Linked DNA regions of Zea mays: regions 1 and 2 are each linked to region 3. A link is a contact called in public Hi-C data. All regions are on one chromosome and are shown on one strand. The core of a region is the stretch at or near the end of the contact, and the rest is flanking DNA. Distances in the headings are between cores, read along the strand shown. Region 1 holds the start of LOC100193909. Region 2 holds the start of LOC103632978. Region 3 holds the start of LOC100282508 (60S ribosomal protein L32).

Region 1 (4,682 bases), core at 263-2,762, 380 kb after region 3:
CAAGGTGTTATTTCTAGACGATGATGCTGTGGTGCAGCGAGACATAAGTGTGCTTTGGTTGGTAGATCTCGAAGGCAAGGTTAACGGTGCTGTCGAGACATGTAGACAGGCATCCCATAGGTTTGATAAGTAATTCAACTTCTCAAACCCTCCTTTTGCGAATCAGGAACAAAACCAGTCTCTTCTCAGCCTCTCCAACATACCAGTTTGGTTCAATCTAACATAAGCAACACAAATAACAGAACTATAAAAAAAGCAGCAATGTAGAACTGCTTTTGTCACACGCCAATAACTAAAACGTGTAGTTGTTGCAGTAAACTTTTCTCACCTTGGGATTCTACATCCGCTGGGTTGCCACTGGAGCCTCACGTAAGCTTTGTCAGGCAGGTCGTTGAGGTGGCAGTTGAAGGACTCATCGATGTGAGGGCATGATCCCGTAGGATACAGAGGGATCATGAGTACACCTGTGAAAACATCAGACATGCCACAAAATGATTAAAAGAAAGCATTGAACCCCTACAATGTTAGTTCAAAATTGATTTGAAATGAAGTTACAACAGAAGGCATCAGGAGTATCCACTCTAATTCTCCACCATCACAACCCAAACACAAAACTGATCTATGCAACCACTCGCAGGCACAACTCAATCTGGGAGCCACCACAGCCAAGCATTGCACATAAGGCCGAAACATTTCTGTCTCCCGCCTGCTCGAGAGGCCGAGATCAACATCCCAACCACAATGCAGGATCCATGGATAGGACGAAGCAAGATACGGTTCGTCACTCACCTGCTTCGTAGGACGCGGTAGCCGTTGCAGCTCCTCCGCATCTTCGCTCTCCTTCGGCTGGAGTTTCGGGACGAGAGACTTCGCGGCGATGCGCGCGATGGGCGTAGACGGCGTCGTCGCTGCTGCTCGGCGGGGGAGAGGATGCCCTAGGGTCGACATCGCGAGAGGGCCGGCGGGCGCGAAGGGGGGCATTTGCGACGGGCATGCGTATCCGGGAATCACACGACTACGCGAGTGGGACTGTCTCCGTGGATGCGGACCCGAGAAATAGCGAGCGGGGCAGGTGCCAGACGCCGGCTGGGGGTGATGACAATCTTGAGCCGAGGGGAGGCGCGACGGAAGTCTCGGGAGGGGGACGGGCACGGTTCTGCGGGCTGGGTTGTCTCGACAGGACGGGAGAAGACCAGGTCGTGAGCGCGGTCGGAGGCGGAGGGGCGACGACGGCAATCTGGCGAGGGAGACGTGGGCGGGAAACGGGGGCGGGAGCACGGAGCCGAGGTGTGGTACTAGATAAGCTTGATTACAGGTCCTGAATACGCCGGGCCTGATCCAGGCCCACTTCCCTGCGAAACCTTTGGATTTTCAGAGGACTCGAAACTTGGGGAGCTAGCTAACGTTTTTGGTAGGCCTAGTAGCGCAATGCGGGCTTCGAATTCCCCGAGGCGGCCCATAATGCTGGCTGGGTCGTCCTGACCAATTGATGGTTCTGCTTCTGCTTTACCACTCAATCTTGTTGAGAGTCGCCGGCGCCGGCGATTCCTCCTCCACCGATTCGCCCGGCGGGAGTCTCCGCAGGGCTCACCGGGACCGCGGGTCCACGATGGCCGCCAACTTCTGGACGTCGTCGCACTGGTAAGCCTCCCCCGGCCTCGTCGCCCCCCTCCTCCCCGTTCGCGCCTCTCGATTTGGTGGCTCCGCGGACCGCGGTAAGCTCAGCGGCTGATTAGGGCGGTGTCGCCCCTGGCTGCTGTTGCTGGGATGTGCAGCAAGCAGCTGCTGGACCCCGAGGACGTGGACCTGGTGCCGGCGGCGGACCGGGAGCGAGGCATCACGCCGGAAGAGTTCCGCCTCATCAAGATCCATATGTCGTTCCGTGAGCTCCTATCCTCGCTAGTCTTTTCCTGACACCTTGCATTATCATTTCCCGATGTGAATCAGCTTTAGATTCTACACTGCTTCTGTATTGTGCACTAAAAAAGATCATACCAAACTCTGAGCTGTTAGATGTTGGAACTGCTAATCTTTTATGATATTAGACGCATCAAATGCAGACTGATCTGATGTTCAAACGATTGCTGGTTTTCCACGACTGTGACAAGTAACTTGTGTATATGTAGTTAGACCCACGAGCATCCTGCTATGTGCCTTTATATCATGGGTTTTTATGTGACGCTAAGATCAAACGTCTGCCTGCCATTTCAGTTGAGAAAGAAAGAAAAATACGATGTTTTTCTTGTTTTCACCCTACTGATTTCAAACAAACAAGTTCATAGTCCTTGGTTGTGTTATTGTGCCTTTTTGCAATCCTTGCTTTTATTAATTCAGTGCAGTCTTAATTCATAGTATTAGTGTATCGCTAAATTAGACTCCATGTTTTTAAGGAAACCAAACACATAGTTCATTTTCATACATTTACATCCATCACAGTATCTCACATTTTCACATTATTGATGTCCATTTTGCATTAGGACACCTGGTGTATTTTTGAATGCCTTATCAATACAAGCATTTGATGATTTCAGATATCTGGAGGCTAGCACAGCAGGTTAAAGTTAGGCAAAGGTTAGGCCTTGTTTGCATAACCTGATTTATTTGCTTCTTTTGTGATGCTAAAAGGAACGTGTTTGCTATCTTGATTACTTACTATATTTTGCACTTCGCATGTTTCCTTCTACATCTTGTAACTTATATAGATGGTAAAAGAATTAGAGATCACATCATATAGGTTGTTGGTTTATTAACTGAAAATCAGCACACAGAGATATTTAGTTGGTGTTTGGCGAGTGGAAAATGATGACTGTGGATGGGATATGAGGAATCGGTTATATCTAAACCCCAAATTTGCATAGCGTGAAAGGGATGTGCTGTAGAATCGTGAATGGGAAATGAGGAGCTTTTATCCACCGATCTAAAGAGGCGAGGGAGGTGGGTTTTGGGTGGGGCCCTTTTAATCTTATACAGTAGATTCACAATTCTATTTGCTTGGCTACTGGGGACACAACTTACTGGTTGGATCTATGTTCACTTGTTTTGTCACTTCTTTTTTGTATGCTTCTTTGGAGCAATTATTTGCAGTTCCAGGTTGAAGAACGCTTCAGAGATGTCATGAAGAGAATCTTCAGATTTCGCAACAAGATTTGTTTTGCTGTGGTCATACTTAAATTTTCTTTCTGACTTAATGAGGAGCATCTTTATTATTAAAGATTGTTCCTAATCTAAAAACCCAGTGCAGAACATTGGAAAAGTACAGGATACTATCCTTCTCAAAACCCATCTTTTAATATCCCAGTCCCAGTCCATATCACAAACCCATGGTGCATCCAAAGTTCCAAACGCCACCTTAGTGTTTGTTCCTCCCCCATCATTTTGTTGCTGATGTTCCTACTCCAGGTGCAATAATAAGGGGGTGTTTGAATGCACTATAACTAATAGTTAGTTGGCTAAAAATTGATAGTAAAATTAGCTAGCTAACAAAGACCTACCTGACTATTAACTAATTTACCAAAAATAGCTAGTAGCTGAACTATTAGCTAGGTTGTTTGGATGTCTCAACTAATTTTAGCCACTAACTATTAGCTTTAGTTCATTCAAACACCCCACAAAATGTTGGCATCTTTAAGAGAAAGATGAGTTTGTCAAATAGAATTCTTATGTTACTGTATGCTCATCGACCATATGAGTGCAACAGTACTTACAGGATTACAGTAAAAAGTAATATTGAGTGCATCTCAAGTCTCAACAAATGAAGTTTTTACATAACATGCATGTTATATCCTGTCTTTAGCTTGTCTGCCAAGATGTGATCTTTGTGACCTTAAACTGTTGTTATTTCAGAGTTGTAGCTACAGCAATAGCTTACTTCAGGCGTGTGTATACAAGGTATGCTTCTCTATGTAAGGATACACTGCATGTGCATCTGTGTTTGTATGCATTGTAGAATTATCACTTCTAAATTCAACTGGTAGTCTTACTACTTAAGACGAAGGAAACAGTGTCATCACAAGATTTGTAGAATTGTGTCCTATTTTTTCGACTGTCCTCTATCGGATCGGATACAGATGGATATTACTCGCCCTATATTTGTTTTACATCTTCTCTTCAGCTTCGCATATGATACAAATATTATTGAGTTGTGTAGATAAGATTTGAATCGATATCGACGTCTTAAATATCCAACTTTGAGTATACGAATACGTATCGGATACTGAATATTTGGACTCAGATATGGATCGGATCTCAGCCCTCTTAGACGGATCGGTTTCGAATACGGACGGATAATATCCATACCATTTACATCCCTAGCCCTCTATTATGGTAGTGCTCATCTCTTAAAACTTTTTAACTTGAAATACAAAAACCATGTCTGAAACCTAATCTTCTGAGTCATTAGCTCGGTTAAATATATATTATTGTATCACTTTTTTCTATATGTTCTCCTGAAAAACATTGAATTATTTGTTCTAGTGGGGCCTTGAATTTTTTGTATGTGTATATTTTGTAGTGAGAACTTTGTTTTAACACAAAATTCGTTTCCAGGAAGAGCATGTCAGACTATGATCCTCGTTTGGTTGCACCTACTTGTTTGTATTTGGCATCTAAGGTGGAGGAGAGTACAGTGCAAGCCCGACTTCTTGTATTTTATATAAAAAAGATGTGTGGTGTGTCTTATAACC
Region 2 (4,442 bases), core at 1,142-3,641, 450 kb after region 3:
GGATGCACTCATGAAGCATGGGATGATTCCACAAACCAAACACACCAGTATAGTTTAATGCAAGCCAAGTGCAAGTGCAAGTGCACAACTAGTCCTATTTGTTACCTAAGAAACTAAACAGAAGCATGATGTAGCAAGCAGAATAAAAAGGATACATTGCTGCCTTCATAACAGGTTCAGACATCTGCAAGGGACCGAGAAATTTGACTGAGGTTTTATACGATATTAAACTGGGCAAAGTATGAAATCTCACTTCAGGCCTATACATAAGTCAAGATTCCAATCACATTGCTCAACAAACAGAAAACATACCTGGGATAACAAGCGGGCTACACCCAAAAGCCTCTGGTGATGGCTGTGGTTTGCACCAGGTTTCTTCTTAGTCTGCCTATATCAGAATTCAGAAAAAAATGTAAAAAACCAAACATTGAACATTCAAGTAACCACTAATCAGAGCAAGTGAAATTTGCAAGAGGCGTAAATAAAATAACAGACTGACTTGTTGGGGACGAGGATCGTGTTGGCCGGCTTGCGGCATGCGAGAACTGGGAACACGGCGTTGAGGACCTCCGCGAGGCCGGCGCCGAGCAGAAGCTTGAGGTCCCTCCTCACCTGCGCGCATAGAAACTCGCCACTCGCTTAGCGGGGTGGGAGGTTTCATCAGGAGATGTAGAGCAGTAGAGGAGCGACCGGGCCTCACCTTGAGGAGGTATTGGAAATAGGCGGCGCCACGGTGCTGGTTCCGGTGCTTGTACACCAGGCGCTCCAGCACCCCCGCCTCCGCCTGCAGGTGACGCAGAGCAGCCCGCAACCGCTGCTCCTCATCGCCCTCCCCAGCAGTGCCGGTCTCCGACCTCAGCGGCATGGCCTACGGCGTGTGGCGGCGGATGGCCTCGTTCGTAGCGCGGCGCGGAAGTACTTTGGGCCAAGATGGGTGCGATGGTCGTAGAATCGAACTTTGAGGACTCGACGTACGTATATGGGCTGTATCGTCTGACCCGGTCAGATGTCTGTTTGAAACACAGAAATTTTATTACAGTTATATATTACAGAAACTCAATTACAGTTATATATTCTCAAATATTTTATGCATATTTTATTTTTGTTTAATCTACTGTTCCTATAGTCCCACCCCCTCACAATGTGTTAGTAAATTTTCTATTTTCTATTTTAGTTAATTAATAACAATATTATTTGTATCTTGATTTATTATCCTTCTTTTATAATAATAGTAGAAGAAAAATATTTTACACTGAGAATCTGAGATATGGTGGCAATTGTTACAATCTATATAGTCTAGTTTCCCTAAGACCACATGTAGAAATTTTAATAAATCTCAAAGGTCCAATATCTATGTCTTCTAATGGATTCCACGAGTAAAGATGAAAGGCGCAACATTAATTAGCAATATATAGCGTGTGAGTATTGAATTAGTATTTTTCTCTTTTGGTTGTTGCGTTATCAATAGTTTCTCCATCACAGCGTCTACGTACACGCGCTGTTCGAGAGGTCTCCAAAAATCTAGTTCTTGCGAAAGATACACACCTCATGATTCAGTGTCTCTGTTCACGTTTAATCTAACTACCGATTTATGTTCATGTTGTTTGAGGTGACTAGTGTACGAGCTATACTCACACTATTTTTTGTATCCATGTTATTTAATCTGAGTTATGTACGAACTATGTTTATATTTGTTTTAAAGATTGTCGCTGTCTGTGTTCTGTTATTAATCTAAAACAGTGGCGGACGGAATTCAGGGGGCCAAAAACCACATGACAAAATCAACTAATAAACAACTACATTATAAACAACTACTGCCGCATAGCCGCATAGAGTTCAAGGTGTCAGTTATCAGTTATGCAAAATTGCAAATCTAGCATAGCTTGTTTGCTTACCTTCCTGACTGCTTGCCTTGATGGAAGGGAGCGGAGACCGACGGGCCGGGTCGTCGCAAGCGCTACTCGCCTGTGCTGCACCGGAAGACGAAAGCGGATGAGCGAGGCGCCGGGGCCAACGTCGCGCCGGGCCGGGAAGTGGACGGAGGCGCCGGGCACTGTGTGCCGCCACGCCGGCCGCCAGGGCTGGGGCTGGTCCCTAGACGCTGAGCCTGGATGCCTGGACCTGGACGGGCACATGCATACAAGAAGCCAAGAAGGCAAGAAGTGGCGGCGGCTTGACAATTGACAGAGAGAGGCACATGGGAAGAAGCAAGCCGAAGATAGCTATTGGGCCTCGGCTTGACAAAGAGAAGGCCCAATAAAGTTGATTTTAGTCTATTATGCCTTTTACATTTTCTGTATTTTATAGTAAATTATATTACACATATAAATACTGTCAAAATTTCAGGGGGACTATGGCCCACTTTGCCCCCTGTGGGTCCGCCCCTGATTCTAAAAATTGTCTACTTTTCAACCGTAAACACTAGTATAATAGTACCATATGATCCACTGATCCAGGGGGATGGTGTGGGGCGGCGTCCGGCGTGGATAGGAAAGGATCGAACTGTATCTGCAGAGGACGTCGCTTTCTTTCCTGCACACAGAGGCGACCTCCATCTGAAGAACGCTGTGAGTGATGGACCATGGCCCATGGGACCTCTGTAGGCTGTAGCCCATGCAGGTGGACGATGCAGCTCAACCACCGATCTGCCTAGGGACACAGTTTTGGTCATGCCAACTCGACAGATGTGGATCGGAGCCATTGTTAAATCTGAGAACCATGTATGGGAACGGGATCCTAGACTGCTGCAGAATCGATCTGCTGGCCCTGGAACAATGGCGTTTCCCGCGTACAAATATTCTCTCCCAGCCAATACTACGCGCAAATGGGCACACCGCAACGGCCGGCACTACACTCCACGGATCGGCCGTGTAATCTTGTGAGCTACACGGCAATCCCTCCCAGCGATGCGCGCTTGTCCTCGTGTGCCCTCTCGGTGCCTCCTCTCAACTGGTGTCTCGTCGCTGCGGCAGCAGGCCGTCGCAATCATGCGCGCTGTCGCCGTTCCCAAAAGACAAGCGGTGCAGGGACAAACCTGTCTGTCCGGCCGGGGTTGCCGCACCGGTCGTGCCTGAGAGCACAACTCGATCTCGCCGCCGGCCGATCCCGCCTCGCCATGTGTCCCTCGGCTCGGCCTCGGCGGCATGATCTGCGCATATGCAACATGATGAGTTACCGAGCATGGGATGGGTGACGAGGGGTGGATGGCATCATGGTAGAGGCAAGTTGTTGGGTCCATGCTTCGTCGCCGAAGGTCTTATAGGAAGAAGCGGTCTTCGGCTGAAGCTGTTTGCATAAGATGGCCGAAGGTTCCTCTTCATGAAGCTTCGGTATTACAAACCGACTTAAAGATAGAATGACCTTTTAGTCCATAAAGGTCTGAGTCAATGTTGTAAACTTTTATAAGGGGCATACTTGTAATTCCTCACAGGCTGCGTCCTGTGCCTATAAATAGTGAATAGTATTCCTTTACTGTTCACGGATTCTGGTAATTGTAATCGCATCTTTCGGGAACCAACCTTTGCCAAGGCAGAGGTATTATTGTATTCAATGATTCAATATATTAAGTAAATACAATATAATTCGTCTATGATTTATTTACCCTTTTATACACTATACCACAACCTAGCTATAACGACTTACTTACAGTCGGTATAAACCGTTATAGCAACGTACTATCAGTCGCTATAGAGTTATACCGACTAACACTTTCTGACGCTGTAAGTGGCGTCGGCATAAACATATAGCGACAGACATGTTTATACCGACGGACGGTTAGACGTTAAAAAGATATACCGACTAACATATTTATCTCGACAGACAGTCTGTTAGAACTTATACCGACACACTGTCTGATGCGATATATGTATTTTTACCGACTAACAATCAAACGCTACGACTATATGAGCCTAAAAAAATATATTACTAGCAGTTTCCAATTATCATCAACATCAGATAACAATTGTACTGCATTCATACATAGCAATTGTACTGCATTCATACATAGCTCATGTTGACATAGCTCATGTTTTCATTCATGACAATAACAATTGTACTGCATTCATACATAAAGTTCACAAGTTTGCTTTTGTTGTAATAAAGATCAAAATAAGTAGCAACAACACTAAGTTTGGCTTGTGAAAGCTCAGAGATACTAGCTAGTACAACCACATGTTGGTTTCACAATTTTAAGTTCACTTGCAAATTTCTCTTTTGGAGAAAATACAAAACAAAATATCTAGCCATCCATCTAAAAGAACTTTTGATCTTTCTTGTTGTAGCATCCATAGGCACCACCGCGATCTGCTTGCTATTGTCATCATGGAGTAAACAAGTGACTTACTACCTCTAGGACCTCCCTCCTGACAAAATTAAAACCCAAATCATTAGTAGACTACTTAGAAATCCATTCCAAAATAAACTATAGAATAGATACCACCATT
Region 3 (4,096 bases), core at 1,176-3,675:
TATACTCTGACAGACCCCTTTAATTTCCTAAAAAAATTGTACTCCAACGCCGACCTGCTCTGCATCATCCGCACCATTGTCGCCAACCGCTGCAGGTTGCCGTGCTTCTCCCTCAACTCCCCCGTGTCGTGAGCAGACTCAGCGGAGGAGGTTCTTTTCGCGTGCGGAAGGATTCATAGAAGTGATAGGAATCCGTTGGATGAGAGTTTTCTCATTTTTTCCAAAAATTAAGGATTAGAATTGGTATTATTGGAGATGCTCTAAGAGACAGATCCAAGCACAGGGTGAGACCAGTCTCCAGCAACGACTTACAGTTACAACAGGGTGAGACCAGTCTCCAGCAGCGACTTGCAGTTAGAACGATCGTAAGTTTTGAAGTATGGCTATAAACAGCAGATCGTACATATGACCATGTCAAACACAGTTTTGTATTGTAAATGATATCGTTTTCCTAGTAGAGTTTGAAACAAGATGGAGATGAGTAAGTTGTTAGAGATAGCCTAAGAACCCAGGCAGTGGACACCACTTGCAGCAAGAAGAGAATTTGACACGTGCAAAACAGACTGCAAGCAGTGGCTGCTGGGCGCCAACAAAAACACAGATTAACATTAACCAATGCAGACATTTTTTTTATATCAAAACTGCTGTATTTGAGATGGTAAAAGATAATAACAGTGCCACAGTTAAGTTGCTACTGATAGCAAGTGGGTTCACAGTACTCAGAATCATGAAGCAAAAAGAAATGATAACTGAATCATCATACACAGCAAGTCCTCTAAAGCCGCACCATTCCAAAACTACTGCTAGAAACAGTTTACTCATCTTCCTGGCTGCGGAGACGGGCAAGCTTATTGGTGACCACAATGTCAAGCTGAGCAGCTCGCTCCACGATTTCCTTGCGCTTCTTAGTGGACACGTTGTGTGCGATTTCAGCGCAGTATGTCCTGTTGCGAAGGAATACAAATATTAGTAAACAATTGATGGTTTTGATACAAAAGGGGGCGCTCCTGAAATAGGCAAGTTTACTGAAGAACCCCCACCCCCCCCCCCACCCCCCCCCCCACAAAAAAATGCATACCTGTTGTGCATCATAAGCAACTCCAGCTCAGAAACATTGTGCACGACAAACTTCTTAAACTTGTTGGGGAGGTAGTGCCTGGTCTTCTTGTCAGAGCCATATCCAATGTTAGGCATCAAGGTGCATCCCTTGAACTTCCGCCTGACACGGGAGTCGATACCCTTGGGCCTGCGCCAGCTTGGCTGCAGAAAACAGCATTGGTAAAATTAGCTTAAAATTAATAGGAATGTTTATGCTAGATGACATAAATATAGGGACCCAACGAATTAGAAAGTTGCACACATCTTTTTATAGGATGTCTACTTATTGCTGGACCTACAAGTCATATTCAAGACTCATTCATGGCCCTCCACAGAAAAAAAACTCTAGCAGGTTTAGGCAGGATATGACACATTTCAAATTCACCCAGTTACAAACATGACCAGAAGTAACGGCAATTAGCTACACTGGTACAGTATTGTGCATGACGCATTTCTGATTCACCCAGTAGCAAACTGGGTCAGAAGTAATGAGCATTTGCTACACTGCACAGTATTGTTTTTGATTTATCACAGCTACATAATAAGTGGAATTATAGCGGTGAAAACTATCAACTTCCACAAACGAGGGATTTGGTCACTTTCAAGTTTTAACAATTGCTTGGCCACAAACTGTTGCATCAACCAAAGGACGCATCCTAAAATGAGGAAAGCTTTTATACTAATCCAGCACTTCAGAAGCTAAGCTTACACTTCGGGCGGTTGGAGCAAGATTCTAAATCGAACGCAAGCCAGCAAGCTGTCACTAGCATCTTCCAAACTGAAACGGATCCAAGTTATTCAAATTGGTGCACATGTGACAGTTGTTCAGGTGGACCTAAAACAAGGTTAACTAGCAGCCGGCAGATGGACCAACGATGAGCGCAAATGTTTCTTTAGCACGCAGAATGAGAGCTTCAAGGGATCGTGTGGTACCTTGAGGCACTTGTAGCGGTCGAGGTGGGGCCTCTTGAACTGCTTGACCCGCTTCTTCACGATCTTCTGAGTCAACAGCGGCACCGCCATCTGCGGATACACAGTGGTGGCGAAGGGGGGAATTTCAGTTCTGGATGTGTACCACACCAACCAACCAAACAGTGGTAGCGGTGGGGATGGAGAGTGCGGTGGGGATGGAGAGTGCGGTGAGAGGTGGCCGTACCTTCAAGCGCCCAGAGCGGTTTGCGGCGAAGAAGGGAGGTCGCGCGGTGGCGGTGCGGCGGCGGCTGGTGGGCGGGCGGGCGGGCCGGCGCTCAGTTGCCTGCGGGACAGGAGCGGGTCTTTTATCCCTGAACCCTAGACAAGCAGTTCACCGTGGGCGCGTGGTCGTTTATGGGCTCTATCCACCTTAAACACAGTGAAAGACAACAAAGCGTGTATAGACCAATAGGCCTCTTACTAATCCAATCCAGCCCAGAAGTCCAGTTCTTGTCGCTAAACTTCGTTTTTATATTTTAGGATGGTTCATTTTTATATTTTAGGATGGTTCGTTAACAGTGTAGGATTGTGAAATCTGATTTCATAGAAAACTTTCGGAACCTTTTTTATTTACCGACACTGGGATGATCAAGTGAAAAAATAACCGAATCATTTATGGATCCCATTTATGCAAATGAAGCCTGAACCAAGGCCCTAATGGTTAAAAAAGGAAAGTAACATTTCAGAACAGCTCTTCAGATTCCACACACAAACGTGTAAACTAGTCAAAACAGATCAGAGTTTGCTCCAAAAATCATAGATGTCAGTGTGGAACAGCGAAAGAAACTATGAAAGTGGCAGGGAATGAAGGCTCATTTCTTGGAAAGTATTACATCTGCTGAGTTCCGAGTAAAAAGGTGAATGGATTCATTTGTTTGATGAATCTAAAGCTCGTCAGATTGGTTGGTTGGTTCTCCATTGACAGCGACAAGCTCCGTGTCAAATATGAGGGTTGCTCCACCTGCAAGAAGAAAGATAAAATGGCTCACATCAATGACCTGCAGAAGTTCACCTAGGCAGGAATCCATTCAGGTGGCAGTGCTAGGCATTGCAGGAATCCATTCAGGTGGCAGTGCTAGCAGGATAATGGAGATAAACCACTACGTGCTCTTGCCGTGCACAAACGATGTGATGATTACCCTCACAGAGTGTTTTGAATAATCCAAATGTGACTATCGCAACTGTATGCTCAAAAGACAAAGAGCAGAAAATATATATAAAAAACATACCAGGAATAGTAGGTGGCGAGCCTTGAGGCCCATAGCCAAGCTTTGATGGGATCTTCAACTTCCGCTTTTCACCAACGCACATTCCCAGGAGACCCTGATCCCATCCTATAGAGTAGATAAAGGAATTCAGACAGAGAAACATAACACAACCAACACAAAGAGTAGACATGCCAATTAATCACCTTTGATCACTTGTCCAGTGCCCAATTCAAATTCAATCGGGTCACCTCTTTCATAGCTTGAATCAAAAACCGTTCCATCAGTAAGTTTTCCCTGTAAAAAAATCACAGCAAGTGAACATAACTCAGAAGATAGTTATTGTGATCACCAAGTATTGTCTAGTATCACAATTTCTTGAACCAATGTAGGGTGGTTGAATTAACAGTTCTGCTCAAAGTTTTAAAACCGATAATAATACCATTTTTCAAAATATTACAATGCACTATTGTAAATGCCCCACTTTCCAGAATCCAACAAAAGTTACAATGTTTTATTGTTAACTGGAATTGGCAATAAATCTAGTGGCGGCGGTGACAAAGCCTATGGCATACAGATACAGACCAGAACTGAATGAGCTAAGAGAAACAATATAGGTGCGACAGTTACTGTAAAAAAGCATTCAGTTAGTTCAATGGAGGACATCTGTCAATAATGATACATTTGGCAACATAAGGGGACAGATGAGAAGGCATAGCAGTAGACTTACACGGTAGTGAACTTTAACCTTGTCACCTTTGTGAGCTTGAATGCTGCATGATTCCGGCTTGTACTGCATTTTAAAATACCCAGGCATAGCA

Evidence for each region. Hi-C and Micro-C count contacts between places; a contact is called where the count stands out from the background.
Region 1: a contact with region 3 is called in a Hi-C map of tassel, with 2.4 times the contacts expected there. The contact joins the promoter of LOC100193909 here to the promoter of LOC100282508 in region 3. A contact is called at or near these places in 3 of 25 Hi-C or Micro-C datasets (ear, leaf and tassel).
Region 2: a contact with region 3 is called in a Hi-C map of leaf, with 10 times the contacts expected there. The contact joins the promoter of LOC103632978 here to the promoter of LOC100282508 in region 3. A contact is called at or near these places in 2 of 25 Hi-C or Micro-C datasets (ear and leaf).

What each region holds. Positions count from the first base shown.
Region 1 is chr7:142,210,548-142,215,229 of Zm-B73-REFERENCE-NAM-5.0, forward strand. It overlaps LOC100193909, which reads left to right and starts at 1,513. Exons shown (of 7, transcript NM_001138981.1): 1 at 1,513-1,641; 2 at 1,776-2,571; 3 at 3,844-3,888; 4 at 4,546-4,667. The coding sequence starts at 2,498. It overlaps LOC103632982 (protein trichome birefringence-like 4), which reads right to left and starts at 1,249. Exons shown (of 4, transcript XM_008654685.2): 1 at 790-1,249; 2 at 329-464. The coding sequence starts at 994.
Region 2 is chr7:142,274,413-142,278,854 of Zm-B73-REFERENCE-NAM-5.0, forward strand. LOC103632978 reads right to left here and starts at 2,392. Exons shown (of 9, transcript XM_020541162.2): 1 at 1,896-2,392; 2 at 701-1,010; 3 at 500-612; 4 at 313-388; 5 at 156-184. The coding sequence starts at 865.
Region 3 is chr7:141,827,132-141,831,227 of Zm-B73-REFERENCE-NAM-5.0, forward strand. It overlaps LOC100282508 (60S ribosomal protein L32), which reads right to left and starts at 2,426. Exons shown (of 4, transcript NM_001155417.2): 1 at 2,255-2,426; 2 at 2,032-2,121; 3 at 1,079-1,260; 4 at 611-944. The coding sequence starts at 2,121. The coding sequence ends at 815. LOC100282031 reads right to left here. Exons shown (of 6, transcript NM_001154944.1): 3 at 4,006-4,068; 4 at 3,482-3,572; 5 at 3,300-3,404; 6 at 2,751-3,031. The coding sequence ends at 2,955. LOC103632987 (a long non-coding RNA gene) reads left to right here. Exons shown (of 3, transcript XR_556256.3): 3 at 1-296.